Linked DNA regions of Sus scrofa: region 1 is linked to region 2. Evidence: chromatin contacts called from public HiChIP or PLAC-seq data. All regions are on one chromosome and are shown on one strand. The core of a region is the stretch at or near the end of the contact, and the rest is flanking DNA. Distances in the headings are between cores, read along the strand shown. Region 1 holds the start of ARHGAP25 (rho GTPase-activating protein 25). Region 2 overlaps ARHGAP25 (rho GTPase-activating protein 25).

Region 1 (7,553 bases), core at 4,264-6,763, 58 kb after region 2:
TGAGCAGATTGTTTTCCAAAATGGCTATATTCTTAGTGTCTGAGAGCTCCTGTTGCTTCAGCACCACTGGGTATTGTCAGACTTTTTCATTTTAACCATGCTGGTGGGTGAGATGAAATATGCCATTGTGCTTTTATTTTCTATTTCCTGGTTACTGTGCTCAACCACATTTCCATATGCGTATTGGTGCTATTATCCTTATCCTGTAAAATGCTTATTCTCCTTGTCTATTTTTATTTATTTATTTACTTATGTTAAACCGAATTTTTATTTTTATATTTATTTATTTTGTCTTTTTAGGGTCGCACCCGCGCCATGTGGAGGTTCCCGGGCTGGGGTCTAATCAGAGCTGTTGCTGCCGGCCTACGCCAGAGCCATAGCAATGCGGGATCTGAGCCGCATCTGTGACCTACACCACAGCTCACGGCAACACTGGATCTTTAACCCACTGAGCGAAGCCAGGGATTGAACCCAAGTCCTCATGGATATTGGTTGGGATCATTAACTGCTAAGCCAGAATAGGAACTCTGTTGTCTATTTTTAGATCTTTTTTATTGATTCATGGGACTTCTTTATGTATTCATTCTATCTCTGTGTATTTCTGTATCTATCTATGCACCTATCTAAAGCTATACTTTCAAATCCGACTTCTTTTAACAAGAATAATACTGTACATTACATAAAGCTTTATGGTTTTACCAATTGGTCTAGTTACAAGGGCCTTAAGTAACATATACATTTATTCCCTTTACTCCGATTTTCTAAAGGCCAAAACTAGATCCCATATCAGACAAATAATGATTTATCAAGTGGGAAACAAAAACCCCTCCACTATTGTCCTCATTCACTTTACTACTTGGAACATTAGAATAATGAATGTTTGTTTCTGGATAATTTTTTTCCCAACATTAAATTTCAGATAGAAAAGAAAATTGAAAACAACCACCCCAACACAGTCACTTTTTAAATATATCCCAGTCAGGATGCTCTCTTGGGCCCATTCTCTCCTAGTTTGGCTTAAGGGAACAGAGGAAAAATAAGATGTTCCTGGATGGTCAGGACCCTCTTGATGGAACATGGAATATGCCAGACTCCTGGACAGTGTGCACAAAAGGATGCTACATCCTAGAACCAGCCTCCAGGGCTTAACGATTCAATTAGGAAGACAAGTATGTGAAAGTAAAAGATTTGAATCACGCTCTACGAATGTAGTTGAAGGCTGTCTTCCTCGTTGGACTAAGACTGAAGATGCTGAAGGTCAAAGGAAGAAATGTGGGTTCTTTTCTCCTCCTCCAGTCAAGCCTGTTTGCTCTGCATTTTCTGCTCCTCCCACCCTTGTTCCCTCCCAGGACCAATAGGTCAGAGGCAGGTTGGCCTGGGTCACATTCTCCTGTCACTTCCAAGACCATGGTGTGGTCTCTGGCCAGGCTGCCAGCCTCTGGGGCCCTCCCCAGTTTCTGAGATGGAAACACTGAGGAGGAGAGTCGGTCCCCCCCACCCCCACCCCCGCACCCTCCGGCTCTCAGAGACTTTCACTTTCACTCCAGCTCTGGCTCAGCACTCACAAGATTTAGAGGGAGCTGGAAGTGCCACTCGCTAAAAAAATTGTTGGGGCCCCTTCCTGCACCACATCATGGGTCTGTGTCTTGCTGTTTCCCTAAGCCTGTGCTCAACCTGGTATCCTCCTATGGTCCTGCCCATCCCCTGAAGTTATAACCCACTAAGAGCCTCTTGAAAATTGACCTTGACAATGAGTTATGAGCTAATACTTGGGTTCTACCTCTAAGGGACCTTGTTAAGCACACCCTTTTGGTGATAATCCACTCCAGTGATTCTCCACTGGGAACAATGTCTCTCCCCAGATATCCAGTAATGTCTATAGATATTTTTGGTTGTCACAACTGGTGGTGGTAGAGGGGTGAGACCATCATCTAGTGGAGAGAGGTCAAGGATGCTGCTAACATCCTATACTGCACAGGATAGCTCCCATCACTCAGCATTAACCAGACCCAAACAGCCATAGTGCCCAGGTTAAGAAACCATGACCTACTACTCCTCAGTAGCTCAGCCTGGAAAAACCACAGATCATTGATTCCCTGACATGATTCCCAGCTTCACACTTCTCTCTCTCTCTCTCTTTTTTTTTTTTTTTTTGTCTTTTTAGGGCCACACTCACGGCACATGGAGGTTCCCAGGCTAAGCGTTGAATCAGAGCTGTAGCTGCCGGCCTATACCACAGCCACAGCAATGTGGGATTGAGCCACGTCTGTGACCTACACCACAGCTCATGGCAACGCCAGATCCTTAACCCACTGAGAGAGGCCAGGGATCGAACCTGAATGCTCGAGGATGCCAGTAAGATTCGTTTCCGCTGAGCCATGATGGGAATTCCCTCCACACATCTTAACAGACGTGAGCTTCTTTGACTACTGTTAAGCCAGTTCCTACAGTTGCACCTGGACATAGGATGCTAGAGAGGGGACCAGAGGTCCCCTGGCTGAGTCAGCAGCTCTCTTCCTTCAGAGGGCTCCGCTTGTGATCTGTATTCTCATCAATGTGACACTCGCAAAAGGTATTGTGGCTATAGTCCAACCTCCTGCAGCAGCCAACTTGAAATGGTATGGATAATGACAAGGGCTCCTCTACATTTCATTATGTAATTATGATTTTTTTCATTAAATAATATTAAACATCATCTGCTTGTGCTCAGTCATTCATTCAGTCAACAAATATTTGCCAGGTGCCCACTAGGACCAAGCACCATGCCCTATGCTAGATGCACAGTAATAGTCCAAGTCTACTCACTCAGACCACAGTGCCTACAGCAGGACTTCTTGATCACATAGTAAGAAGGGCTGGGGGCTTATTCGATGGCAGATGCTTGGGTCTCCCTTCAAATATCCTGATTTTACAAGTCAGCATGATGCCCAGGAGTATGCACTTTAAGCAAGCACTTGTAGTGACTTGTGATACAGGCTAACCATTGGACCATGACTTAAGAAATGCTGGCAGAAATCATGGAAATCTACCCAACTTCATCCCAGGTCTGAGATTATGCAGCCCTGTGCTGTAATGTGGTAATATCCAATATCTCTGAAAAAAAAATTTGTTTAACCATTTAATCAATTAATCATCAATGGTCTTATTTGCCATTTTTAAACAGAAGAAGAGTATGACCTATTCAAACACACTTGGCGAGAGGATAGAACTATCCTACATAAATAGAAGCAAGGCACTTTCAAAGGAACAGAACTATCATTTTACTTTTTTTTGGGGGGGAGTGTTGGGGGGTTTTTTTTGTTAGTTTTTGGTTTTTTGTCTTTTTAGGGCCACACTATGGCTTATGGAGGTTCCCAGGCTAGGGGTTGAGTCGGAGCTACAGCTGCCGGCCTAGGCCACAGCCACAGCGTTGCAGGATCCAAGCCGCCTCTGTGACCTACACCATAGCTCATGGCAATGCGGGATCTTTAACGCACTGAGTGAGGCCAGGGATGGAACCCGCATCCTCGTGGATCCTAGTCGGGTTCATTAACTGCTGTGCCACAATGGGAACTCCTGTAGAAGTTTTACTTTTAAAAACACATTTTCGGAGTTCCCGTTGTGGCTCAGTGGTTAACGAATCCGACTAGGAACCATGAGGTTGCGGGTTTGATCCCTGGCCTCGCTCAGTGGGTTAAGGATCTGCCGTTGCCATAAGTTGTGGTGTAGGTCACAGACGTGGCTCGGATCCCACGTTGCTGTGGCTGTGACGTAGGCTGGCAGCTATAGCTCCGATTCGACCCCTAGCCTGGGAACCTCCATATGCCACAGGTGTGGCCCCAGAAAAGACAAAAAAAAAAAATAAAAAATAAATAAAAACACATTTTCGTGACCTACAATAGAATAAGAATTAACCACAGTCACTGATACCACAGTCGTTAGGAGGTATGCACACTCCCCATTCTCTGAACTGACCTCAGGATCCAATGATTCCCAGGACCTCCGGTCCTCTCTGCAGACTAAGATAAATGGCTTCTCTGATTCTCTCAATTTTCCTTCAAATTCTTTCTCAGACTTACATCATTAACACTCAGTTACGTGACTTTGGAAGGGATCCCTTCTTTTCATAGCACATTAACCCCTGTTAGAAGCCCAAGTCGAAACGCTGCTCCAAGCAAAACCTTTCCAAGGCCTCAGAAACACCTTACCTCTGATCTATATCGAATACCAAGGACGTTATCTCACTACACAAGCGTAAGTAGAACATACAGGGAATCATCTCCAGCCCAACTGCTCCACTCTAAACTACCGTGATTGATACTAGAAGAAACCCATCCAAAGAACTTCAAGATAACAATTACAGAACAGATTAAAATCAATGTATCACCATCAGCACCAATGACAGGAGAGGCTGATAAAAGGCCAGTATATTTCAGGAAGCATGCCAGACTCCCTTAAGGTAATTACTCTTAAAATCTCTTTTATTTCAACTCCTTTTAAGAATTCCCTTCCATTCTGTCCCTTTAATTAAATATCTTTATTCTGCCTTCAAGCGTCTCTAAGTTCCTGTCTTGCCCGCCGTGTTTACTTTTTGCTACAAATAACACCACTCCAAGTCCCCAGAGTCCGCGAAGACGGTCTAGTGACCCAGTGAGCTCACTGAACAGAACTCCTTGTGTTCCCTTAGAGATCAAGCACTTCCAAGGACGCCTTTCAAAACCCACTCAAAATATGGATGAACGTCCAAACAGGAGGGAAATGATCCTTTCATGATAAACAAAGAAAAACTCACAGTGTTTTGTGTGATCTGTAGCCTTCATCCATCCCAAATAGCACAGATCCGGCACACGGAGGAGCTCCATTCCTGCCACCTCCCAACAAATGAAAAGCCGTCCCCAGCATCTGGGAACTTTGAGCCAACCTGTCTGTGTGAATGCAAATCTCACCCCAAACCCAGCTTTGCCCGAGAGATCCATTTTTAAGCAGACTATGCTTCCTGCAGACCGACATGCAAATGGTGGGAACTCAAGTATAAGAACCACAGATGCAGCCAAAAGGCATTGACCTTACCTATTTTCCCAGCCTCCCCTCGCAGGCTGAAGTCCCAGTTTCTCGGCAGCTTCAGGGACATGTTGCTTCTGGGTCAGGTGAGGAGCTGCCCAAGCCGGGAGTTTGCAACGATTCGCGCCCTGCTGGTCTTTTTGATCTTCTTGCTGGTGTGTGTGTGTTTTCCCCTTTGTGATGGCTTCGCAGGCACTCCTGGGTTTGAAGTTGATTCACCAACGTGTCGTCTCCTTTCTCTCAGATGAAAGGTCCATCCATCTGTCACCGGGGATGGCACCCCAGCCCTCCCCTGGTCCCTCGGGGACTCGTGCCTTGTGAAGTGTGCACTCTGCTTGTCTTGCTTTCAGTATTACCAGAAAGATCCCAGTTGACACTTCGCTCTGCGTCATGGGAAAGCAAAGCTCCTGTTCGAAAGAATCTCAGGCCTCACTGAGGCGAGGTCGTGATAAACAACGGCTGCCTCTTGGCTTTTTTTTTTTTTTTTTTTAACTGTCTGCTTCCTTGCATTTGAGGAAGTGGGTGGCTGTTCAGGGTAGATGATGCATTATAAATTCTTTCTTGAGAAAATGATTTTTGGAAATGCTTCTGTAAGTGGAGGGAGTGCTGTTAGGACACAAGCCTATAGCTCTGAGTAAAAGATAAAGAGAAGAAAATTCCAGGACCCTGGCCACCGACGTGTAAGCCTCCCTTCTCTCTTGACAGACTGGGCTTTCAAAAACTCTCAGTAAGACAAACAGCATCCACCAAAATTACCTTCCTTTATTTATTTTTAGTTTTATTTTTTTAAAGTTAACTACTTTTAATTCTTCTTGCTCTAAGGCCTACATAGTAAGTTCTCCACCTGCTCAGGACAAAAGGTTCCAAGTGATCTCAGCCTGATGTCGGGAGGGTCTGGAAGCATTTAGCTAATGAGTCCGCTTTAGCTACATAGACCCACTCACATGTTAAGATGGTTCTTTAACCTTATGTACAGGGTGTGGGTTTGGGAATCTGATTGACATGGGTTCCAAACTCAGTTTTTCTTCTTCCTAGCTCAGCAGCTGTTAACAAGCAACTGCAACTCTCTGGGCCTCAGTATCCTTGGCAGTAAAATGGGTTGATAGTAGCCATGAGTGCACAGAACTGTGAAAGCATTTAGTACAGAGCTTGACACACAGTTGTTGCACCACAAACATTAATGCAAACCTTATTCCCTTCAGTTCAGTTCTGTGACAGGCTTTCCTATGTCCAACTGGATCAGACTAACTTAAGTGATTAAGTATTTGGGCCCAGAGCCAGACTGAGGGGTGTTCAAATCCCATCTCTACTACTTTCTTGCTGTGTGACTTTGGACACGTTTCTTGACTACTCTGTGCTTTAATATCCTGATCTATAAATGAGGCAGATCACAGGGCCTACTTCAGAGGCTGTTATGAGGCTTACTAAAGATAGTAGGTGATAAGTTTCCTAAGGCTATAAGGTGGTAGGCTAATGAGACAGGAGATAAGAGTGTTCACAAGAGCCACTGCATGGCCAATGCACAAGCTCCACATCCCTTCATTCTTCAGCTCTCCTGGATGACTCTGCCATGCTTCCGCCTTTGCCTTGCACATGCTCACTCTGTTGGTGACCCGGCTTCCTGTTTCATTGAGAAAGCTGATGCTGCTGGAGAAGAAGGTCGGCAAGCTCCTGCCACCACACCTGCCCACCCGCCTGCGTTTGAGCGCGCACAGAGTCTTCTCTCAGTCATGATGGATGAGCTGTGTCACCCCTCCTCCATCTTTACCGTGTCATCCATTTCTTCCTTCTCTGGGATCATTCCCACCAATATTCAAACTTATTCTTTTTTCTTCTAGGGTTTTTTAAAAAAATCTCTTTTGATACCACTTCTCCTTTTGTCTACAGCCCCATTTGTCTCCTTCATTTCTTTTTTCTTTCATTCTTTTTTTTTCAGGGCCGCACTTGTGGCATACGGAAGCTCCTAGACCAGGGGTTGAATCAGAGCTGCAGCTGCCGGCCTACGCCATAGTCACAGCAACACATCAGTGACCTACACTGCAGCTTAGAGCAAGGCCAGATCCTTAACCCACTGAGTAGGGCCAGGGATAGAACCTGTGTCCTCATGGATACTAGTCAGGTTCTTAACCTGCTGAGCCACAAGGGGAACTCCTCTCCTTCATTTCGAGCCAAGCTTTCCTAAGAATTGTCTGTACTTGCAAACACCTGTCCCATTATTCTGTCCTGAGTGTCTTCCGTTGATGTTTTTGCTCCATGACTCTCCCTTATATATTCTTATCAAGAACACTGACAACATCCCTGTCGCTGAAGCCACTGGTCAGGTCTGCATGTCACCTCACTGTGGACACATCGGCTTACTTTCTCCAACCCCAAGCCCTCTCTCCACCTGGCTATCCTAGAACTCCTCCGTGGCCTGCTTATCTGCTCAATCTCCACCTCCTCGCTGATTCCATCTCATCTCCTTGACCTCTAAAGAGTGGAGGAAGCCTGTACCCACTCAGAGGCCTTCTTTT
Region 2 (7,639 bases), core at 2,339-4,838:
GCCAAAAAGCAGGTTCAAACAGTGGTTACTCAGGGAAGGGAGGGGATGCAGACACCTGGGAGGAGCCATCTAGAGACAATAGTGCAGCCTGGGGGCAGGGTCCTGGTTCCTCCTCAGGGAATATACCTAACACTATCTTCGAATTCTTCAGCGGAACTAAAACCCTCAACAAATGAAGATGCTGATGAGGCATTCTTCATTCCTAAAGAAGGATCATCAGAACCAATCCTGGGACCACCTAAAAACCAGCTTTGAAAAACAAGGCAATCTCTCTTCTACCTGCTCTGTATCAATGGCCCTATTTTTCACTCCCAAACTATAAAACCACCTCCCAATTTCTCCCAAGGGGAGCATGGTCTTTAAGGCCTTAGCCTGCTGTGGCCTCCTGGGTTCAGCAAAGCAATAACGCTATCTTTCTTTCCTTCACTGCACTCAAAACTCTGTTTCTGAGTTTGTACTCCGCACAGGTGACAGAGGCCGAGCCACATCATTGGCACCTTCAATCTATAGCTTGTTGGTTAGAGGCACAGGACAATCTGGACTCGCCATAGTGGGGGGGGCGAGTCCACTCCATAGTGTTGGAGGACTGAGCCCTTAACCTGTAAAATCTGAAGCTATCTCTGTCTGGACAGTGTTAGAATTGAGTTGAACTGTAGAACCCCTAGCTGGTGCTCAAGATCTGCTTGGACTGTCAGACCCCTCACTGTGCTCCCCCCGCCCCCCCCCACCCATTGGACTTGGTCTCAGAATCAGACAAGGTAGAGCCAGTTCAGAGGCAGGAAGAGCCAAGAGGAAGGAGCTGGGTGTGCCGTGGGAACTGTTACCAGCAGGCAGAAAGCTAGGTGTGAGCAGGGAAGGGGGGGCACAGGCCAGGTAGCAGGAAACCATGTGTCCCTCGTGTAAACAGCCATGTCCATGGGCAGACAAAGAAAGCAGGAAGCTCCAGACTAACAGGAAACCACAAATTTTGGGTGATAAGTGTCCTGGAGGCAGACAAAGAAAGGTGGGAAAAGGCAGGAATCTGCAGCATCTAAATGTAACCTTTTGCTTATTATGCCCTCCTTCCAATACAATTAGCCTTGTAGATAGATTCCCATCAAGCACCAAGGCCTTGACACTTCTGATCAAGGCCAAATAAGGACCAAAATCTCTCCTCCCTTTGGGAAGGTGGAGCGGGCAGGGGGTGAAAATCAGGGAGTATGACCTCCCAAGACCCTCCTTCGCCAGTGAATATTCTGCCCCTTCATTTGTATGCCCCAAATAACCTGTGTGCCAAAGAAACCCAGGGCAGCTGCTCACCCATCTGCTTGCTCCCTGTCTGGGGGCATATTCTCCCTGAAACACATCCTCGTTTGACTTTCTCCATCTCCTTGTCTCGCTTCTGAGTTCCTTCTGTGACAAGACAGGAATCTTTTGCTGGAAACAGAACTGCATCTCTCCCATCCAGGAGGAAAGAGAGCTTGAACTGGGCAGGAATTGGGACAGGAAGAGGGCTCAGCTCTACCTGTGGCCTGTGGAAGTTCCCAGGCTAGGAGTCACATCGGGGCTGCAGCTGCTGACCTACACCACAGCTCACGGCAACGCTGGATCCTTAACCCACTGAGTGAGGCCAGGGATCAAACCTATATCCTCATAGATTCTAGTTGGGTTTGTTACTGCTGAGTCACAACAGGAATTCCTGAGAACAGCTTCTAAAATGTAAAATTCTTTCATTACTTGGGGCGTCCTGATGGACTACAGTTGAATGCAAAATTGTTTTGTCTGGACATCTGTTTTTCTGGGGACCATTTCCAGAGCTTTGTGTGGATACTCCAAGGAGTTTGCAAACCATAAAGAGTTTTGCCAAAATTCACCACTGACCCCCTTGGAAGGAGATCATTCTGGAGGAAGAAAAGCATTTATGGAAGAAGTTCCCAGATGAGCTGACCTTCATTTGATAGAGAGAAGGGCCTCAGGGAGCAGAACACAGCATCGCTCTGAAAAGAGGAGGCCACTTTTTCACTCATTCACTTAATAAATGTTTATTGAGCACCTGCTATATCAGGCCCTGCTTAGTGTCAGGGATACAATACTGAACAAAACAGAGGGGGAAGATCCTGACAAGTAGATTGCAACTTTCATGATAATAAGGGGAGACCAACTACAAATAAAACAAATGAGTAAAGTATTTAGAGGGTTGGAAGGGGGCAAGTGCTAACAAAACCAAAGAGGAAAGAGGGATGGGGGGTGGGTAGGAAGAGGGGAAGGCAGGGAGGGGGTTCAGTGTTAAGTGGGATGATCAGGAGAAGGCCTGCTGAGGTGATTTTGAGCAAAGATCTGAGGTGGGCATGGGACAAGCTACCTGGGGAAGGAGGAGTCCAGACAGAGCAAGCAGCAAGTGCAAAGGCCCTGAGGCAGAATGTGCCGAGGGTGTCTGGGGATGAGAGTGAGGAGGCTGCTAAATCTAGAAGGAAATGAATACTGGAGAAGGTTCTAGAAAACAAGGTCAGGAGTTCCCTTCGTGGCGCAACAGAAACGAATCTGACTAGGAACCATGAGGTTTCGGGTTTGATCCTTGGCCTTGCTCTGAGGGTTAAGGATCCGGCGTTGCCGTGAGCTGTAGTGTAGGTGGCAGATGCAGCTCGGGTCTGGCGTTGCTGTGGCTCTGGCGGAGGCTGGCAGCTGTAGCTCCGATTGGATCCCTAGCCTGGGAACTTCCATATGCCGCAGGTGCGGCCCTAAAAAGACAAAAGACAAAAAGACAAAAAGACAAAAAGACAAAAAAAAAAAAGAAAAGAAAGCAAGGTCAGAGAGATCATGCGGGAGGGGGAAGATTGTGCACGGGAAGTCATGATAAGTGACTCTTCCTCTGAGAGAAAAAGGAAGCTACTAGACAGTGCTCAGCAGAGAAGGGTCTGGACAAAACAGATTTAACAGGCTCCCTTTTCTGCTCTGTTGGAAACAGACTGTAGGAAGGCAAGGCCAAAACACGTGGAGATGAGTTTGGGGACCACTGCTGCAATTGGGACAGACGGTCTGGCACCTCCACCAGGAAGACAGTGGTAAAGGTGGTGAGGAGGGGGTAGGTTCCAGGTAGAAAAGGCCATAGAAAGTTTCAAGAAGGGCTGGAAAATGACAGCAGCAACCTATCTTGGTGACTTTCCAAACACTTGAGAGCGGTCCCTGGCCCATCCAGCAGACCTCGATCAGAGGCACTTAACAAAGCCGAAGAGGGCCCCCTTGACAGCAGGGCCCCTTGGACAAAGCATTTACTTCCTCAGGTCTGAAGTTTCGGACAAACAGGAAGAACAAATGTCTGATTCGTCCCATGGCCTTAGACTGAATTCTGCTATCTTAAAATGCCTTCTCATCCTGAGATCTCTGATTTTGGCTTAATGCAAGGCTAAAAAGACATCTGAGATGCCACATCAATTCAAGCCTTGTTCTTTGAATAAATAAATAGTGCGGCTTTCTTGTTTCTCCCCCCTTGGACTTTCCTCTGCCTACAGGACTTCCGCTTGACTTGCCTCTGACGGGGGCAGGGGGGCAGGGGGGCGGGCGGTGGCACTGAGTGGGGCGAGAGAGAAATCCCCCTGGGGACCATGACCGATGTCGTGGTTCACCGTGACAAGGCTGAGCGGAGCAGCACCCAGGGCACAGGTGCTGGTCCCAACACATCCACGGCATTTTGACTCAGAACAGCTACCTAATGAGACAACGCCTACTACCCTTGTCAGTGCAGACAGCCTAATGCACTGGACGGGGGAAAACAGAAAACGTCAATAACCTCACGATCCAGGGTAATAACGAAGGTCACAGAGAAGACCATCCAAGGTGAGCAGCACGTAACAGAACTTTAATAAATAAACCTCATCTCCGTCTGATGAGCACCATTAAAAAATACTGTTTGGGAATCGGGAAATGGTTAAGGAAACTACACTCTGCTTCTTTGCTAATCTGTTTCAGCTTTTTTTTTTTTTTTTTGCTCTTTAGGGCTATATCTGGCATATGGAAGTTCCCAGGCTAGGGATCGAATCATAGCTGCAGCTGCCAGCCTACACCACGCCCACAGAAACACCAGATCAGAGCCACGCCTGTGACCTACACCACAGCTCACAACAACACTGGATCCTTAACTCACTGAGCAGAGCCAGGGTTCAAACCAGCATCCTCATAAATACTAGTTGTTGTTTCCACTGAGCCACAGTGGAAACTCTGGTTGTAGCTATCTGTAAGAGGCAGGCCCTCGTGAGTTTGTTTGGCTGTCCCATCCAGGTCACTTCTTTTCACGAAGCCCTCCTGTGCAGGTCACAGGCCACAGGACTGCCTCCCTGACTCTGGCTGAGAACCTTCCGCTGGTCCACAAGGGAGAAATATAGCAAGGCTGGGCTGGCACAGCAGAGTTTGAGACAGGCGTGAGCACTGGAAGGCTGCTAACTAGAAACAAACAGGCAGAGAAAAGCAGAATGAGAAGCTGCTGCCTGGCCCCAGCGAAACTGCTCAGTTCTCAGCCCCAGTCCGTTAAGCCCTTGGTTTCTTGGAGTGGGAACTGCATCTGCCCAGCAAAGCCCTCTGTGTTGCTTAACGTCATTTGGCTGAAATTTATCAATTAGGATTTTGCAGCCATTTGGAAAGATAAAGCTATAAAAGAAAAGGTATTAAATTGCATAGCTCCCATGTTTGTAGTCCTAAGAAAAAGCCATGTAGATATGAATGCCAGCTGGAAGGAAAATAGCAACCCACCTCTGGTAATTTTACGAGTGATTATTTTCCTACGTTTTTTCGAATGACCACAAGATTGTTAAGGTGCTCATAATTTTCAAAAGAAACTATTGGGCAACCAAATAAACATTTAATATGTGAGCTATAAAGCCCCCTTAAATGATTTTCGAAGTAACAGCCTAGTGGATAAATGACCATATTTGATACAGTTGTCCCAGAATTGACAGAAATGAGAATGTTCCCCAAAAGGTAAAGGAAAATGGTCACTTGAGATCTCATCCACATCAGTTCTTTCACATTTTTACAAAAGGAAAAACAAACAGATTCAGTAGTTTGTTCATTTCGGATTTTTTGCACATTAGTTATTCACAGGCAGGGCCCTCCTACAGTGTAGACAACATCAGGGTTCTCAGAGAGCTTGGATTCGTAACCTCGAACTTGAGCTTCTAAGTTCAAACACTCATAACTCAGAAATGTGTTCAACCCTGAATCCACTATGGCCCTGCAAGATTCCAGACACAATTCCCAAACCTCTTCCCCGTCCAACCACCCCAATTCTGGTTTTTTGTTTATTTGTTTTCTTGTTGTTGTTGGGGCTGTTTGTTTGTTTTTTGCTTTTTAGGGCTGTACCCACAACATAGCCTGGAAGTTCCCAGGCTAGGGGTCGAATCAGAGCTGCAGCTGCCAGCCTATACCACAGCCACAGCAAAGGTGGATCTGAGCCAAATCTTCAGCCTATACCACAGCTCACAGCCACACCAGATCCTTAACCCACTGAGCGATGCCAGGGATCTACCCTGAGTCTTCATGGATACTAATCAGGTTCGTTACCACTGAGCCATGACGGGAACTCCCACCAACCACCCCGATTTGAACAGCAGCTTTATCTTCCTGTGCTGATCAGCCTAACCTGATGCTTGCCATCAACTCTCTTAAGTGCCAAAGCCCCCATAACTGGGCAGGCTCTTGGTACTATTGAAGGTTAGTGCTGCCAGGGGTCAGCTGGTCCAGTCCGTTCATTTTACTGATGAGAGCACGGTGTCCAGAGAGGAGAAAGGACTGCTTCAGCGCTGTGCACACACTTGCTGATGAGTGTGCAAAGGGCCTGCGGTCATTCCAGCTCTTCTGGAGTCAGCTCTTTGAGATCACCCAAGGAGGGAAGTTTGAGCCTTGGCACTGAGCACAGCCTCAGACTCTGGTGGCCTTCTCTGAACACTGTTCAAGGAAAGATCTTGTCCAGAACGACTTCCTTCCCATCCTTGAGCTGTCACGGACTCCTGCCCAGGGAAGCCTGCAGGGATTCTTACCTCCACAGGGCGTGCCAGCGACTCTCCTAAGGAATTTAACCCACTCCTCCATTTCCGCCTGGGAGCTGGCCATGAGGACATAGGAGTCCTGTCCCGTGCGACTCTGGTCACATGAGGCTGGGGGAAGAAGTAACACTAGTAAAGGTCGTACAGTGGTCAGGAGCCAGAGCAAGGGGCGACGGCGGGAAATCGAAAGTGAATTGCTTCTTTGGTGCAATTCGACAGCCAGTCAAACAACACAAATGCATTACCTGCTTATCTTCAGCAGTACTGAGTATCTAGGCACATTTATTGTTTTTGCTGAAGCTCCAGTTCTACAGACAAATCATTGAATTTGCAATTGGGATGATTTGGACTGAGATCTGCTCCCATGGAGGACAGAAGCCATTTCCTACCAAAAAGTCAGAGGAAGTGTGAGGGGCAGTGGCAGTACCAGAAGAGACAGGCTCAGCCCATAGGAGTGTTTGAAGACTTGGTGGACCACACCCATCATGGATACTTTCCTAAACTTCCCCTGAGCTCCACTGGCAGGTGGGGCGGGGAGGAGGAGGGGACAGCCACTGGGGAAGGAGGGACAGTGAGCACATGGGTGCCTTCCTCACAAATCAATCGGTTCATGATTACTGCCTTCCTGCCAGCACAAGACATTGCACACAGTAGGTTCTCAATACGTGGTTGACAAAAAAATGAAATTTGTTAGGACTTCACCATTTTCACTGTAAACCCCAAATTGTAAACAGACATCTGTAGTATTTCCGGGGTTGGTGCTATCAAATGGACAGAAGGGTGGAGGAAATGGCAAGGGGGCAGGGGTGGGGAAAGGAACCCAAGAGAAAGAATGAGAGAAAGTGACAAATAGAGAAAAATAGGGAGAGAAAGAAGAGGAGAGGGAGAAGGAGAGCATCAAACATAGACAAGAAAGTAACAGCCATCCCTTTCAATTACAAGATGCTGTTAAATTTCAAATTGCTTAGGGAGCCATCAATCCATTCTGCTCATCCTATCAGGGCATTTCCTTCAAAAAAAAAAAGCCTGTTCTACTACCATGTGACCCAACAATTTCATTCCTGGGTATACATCTGAAAGAAACAAAAACACTAATTCAAAAAGATACACACATCCCAATGTTCATAGCCGCATTCTTTACAATTGCCAGGGTATGGAAGCAACCTAAGTGTCCATCAACAGATGAATGGATAAAAACGTGCTATATATATATATACATACAATGGAATATTACTCATCCATAAAAAGGACCAAATTTTGCCGTTTGCAACACATAGATGGACCTAGAGGGCATTATTCTAAGTGAAGTCAGTCAGAGAGAGAAAGACAAATACTATATGATATTACTTATATGTGAAACCTAAAAAAATATAAAAACTCGTGAATATAACAAAAAAGAAGCAGACTCAGATACAGAGAACAAACTAGTGGTTACCAAGGGGGAAAAGGAAGGAGGGAGGGGCAAGGTAGAGGCAGAGAATGAAGAGGTACAAACTTTTAGCTGTAAAATAAGCTACAAGGATATATTATACAACAAGAGGAATATAGCCAATATTTCACAGTTATTACTATAAATGGAGTATAACTTTTTAAAATTGTAACTATATTATACACCTGTAATTTAT

Evidence for each region. HiChIP or PLAC-seq counts read pairs in DNA pulled down with a chosen protein or histone mark.
Region 1: a contact with region 2 is called in an H3K27ac HiChIP or PLAC-seq map of alveolar macrophages. The contact joins the promoter of ARHGAP25 here to the enhancer-like site in region 2.

The regions. Positions count from the first base shown.
Region 1 is chr3:73,644,484-73,652,036 of Sscrofa11.1, forward strand. It overlaps ARHGAP25 (rho GTPase-activating protein 25), which reads right to left and starts at 5,514. Exons shown (of 10, transcript XM_021087416.1): 1 at 5,050-5,514. The coding sequence starts at 5,110.
Region 2 is chr3:73,588,268-73,595,906 of Sscrofa11.1, forward strand. The region is part of intron 3 of ARHGAP25 (rho GTPase-activating protein 25); the gene reads right to left. Among named protein-coding and RNA genes, the nearest start is that of ARHGAP25, 58 kb to the right of the region's middle. Within about 2 kb of position 3,589, at least 14 of the 83 cell types and tissues checked have an H3K27ac peak or open chromatin away from gene starts, as enhancers often do. A contact at or near this core is called in alveolar macrophages, where this site is marked.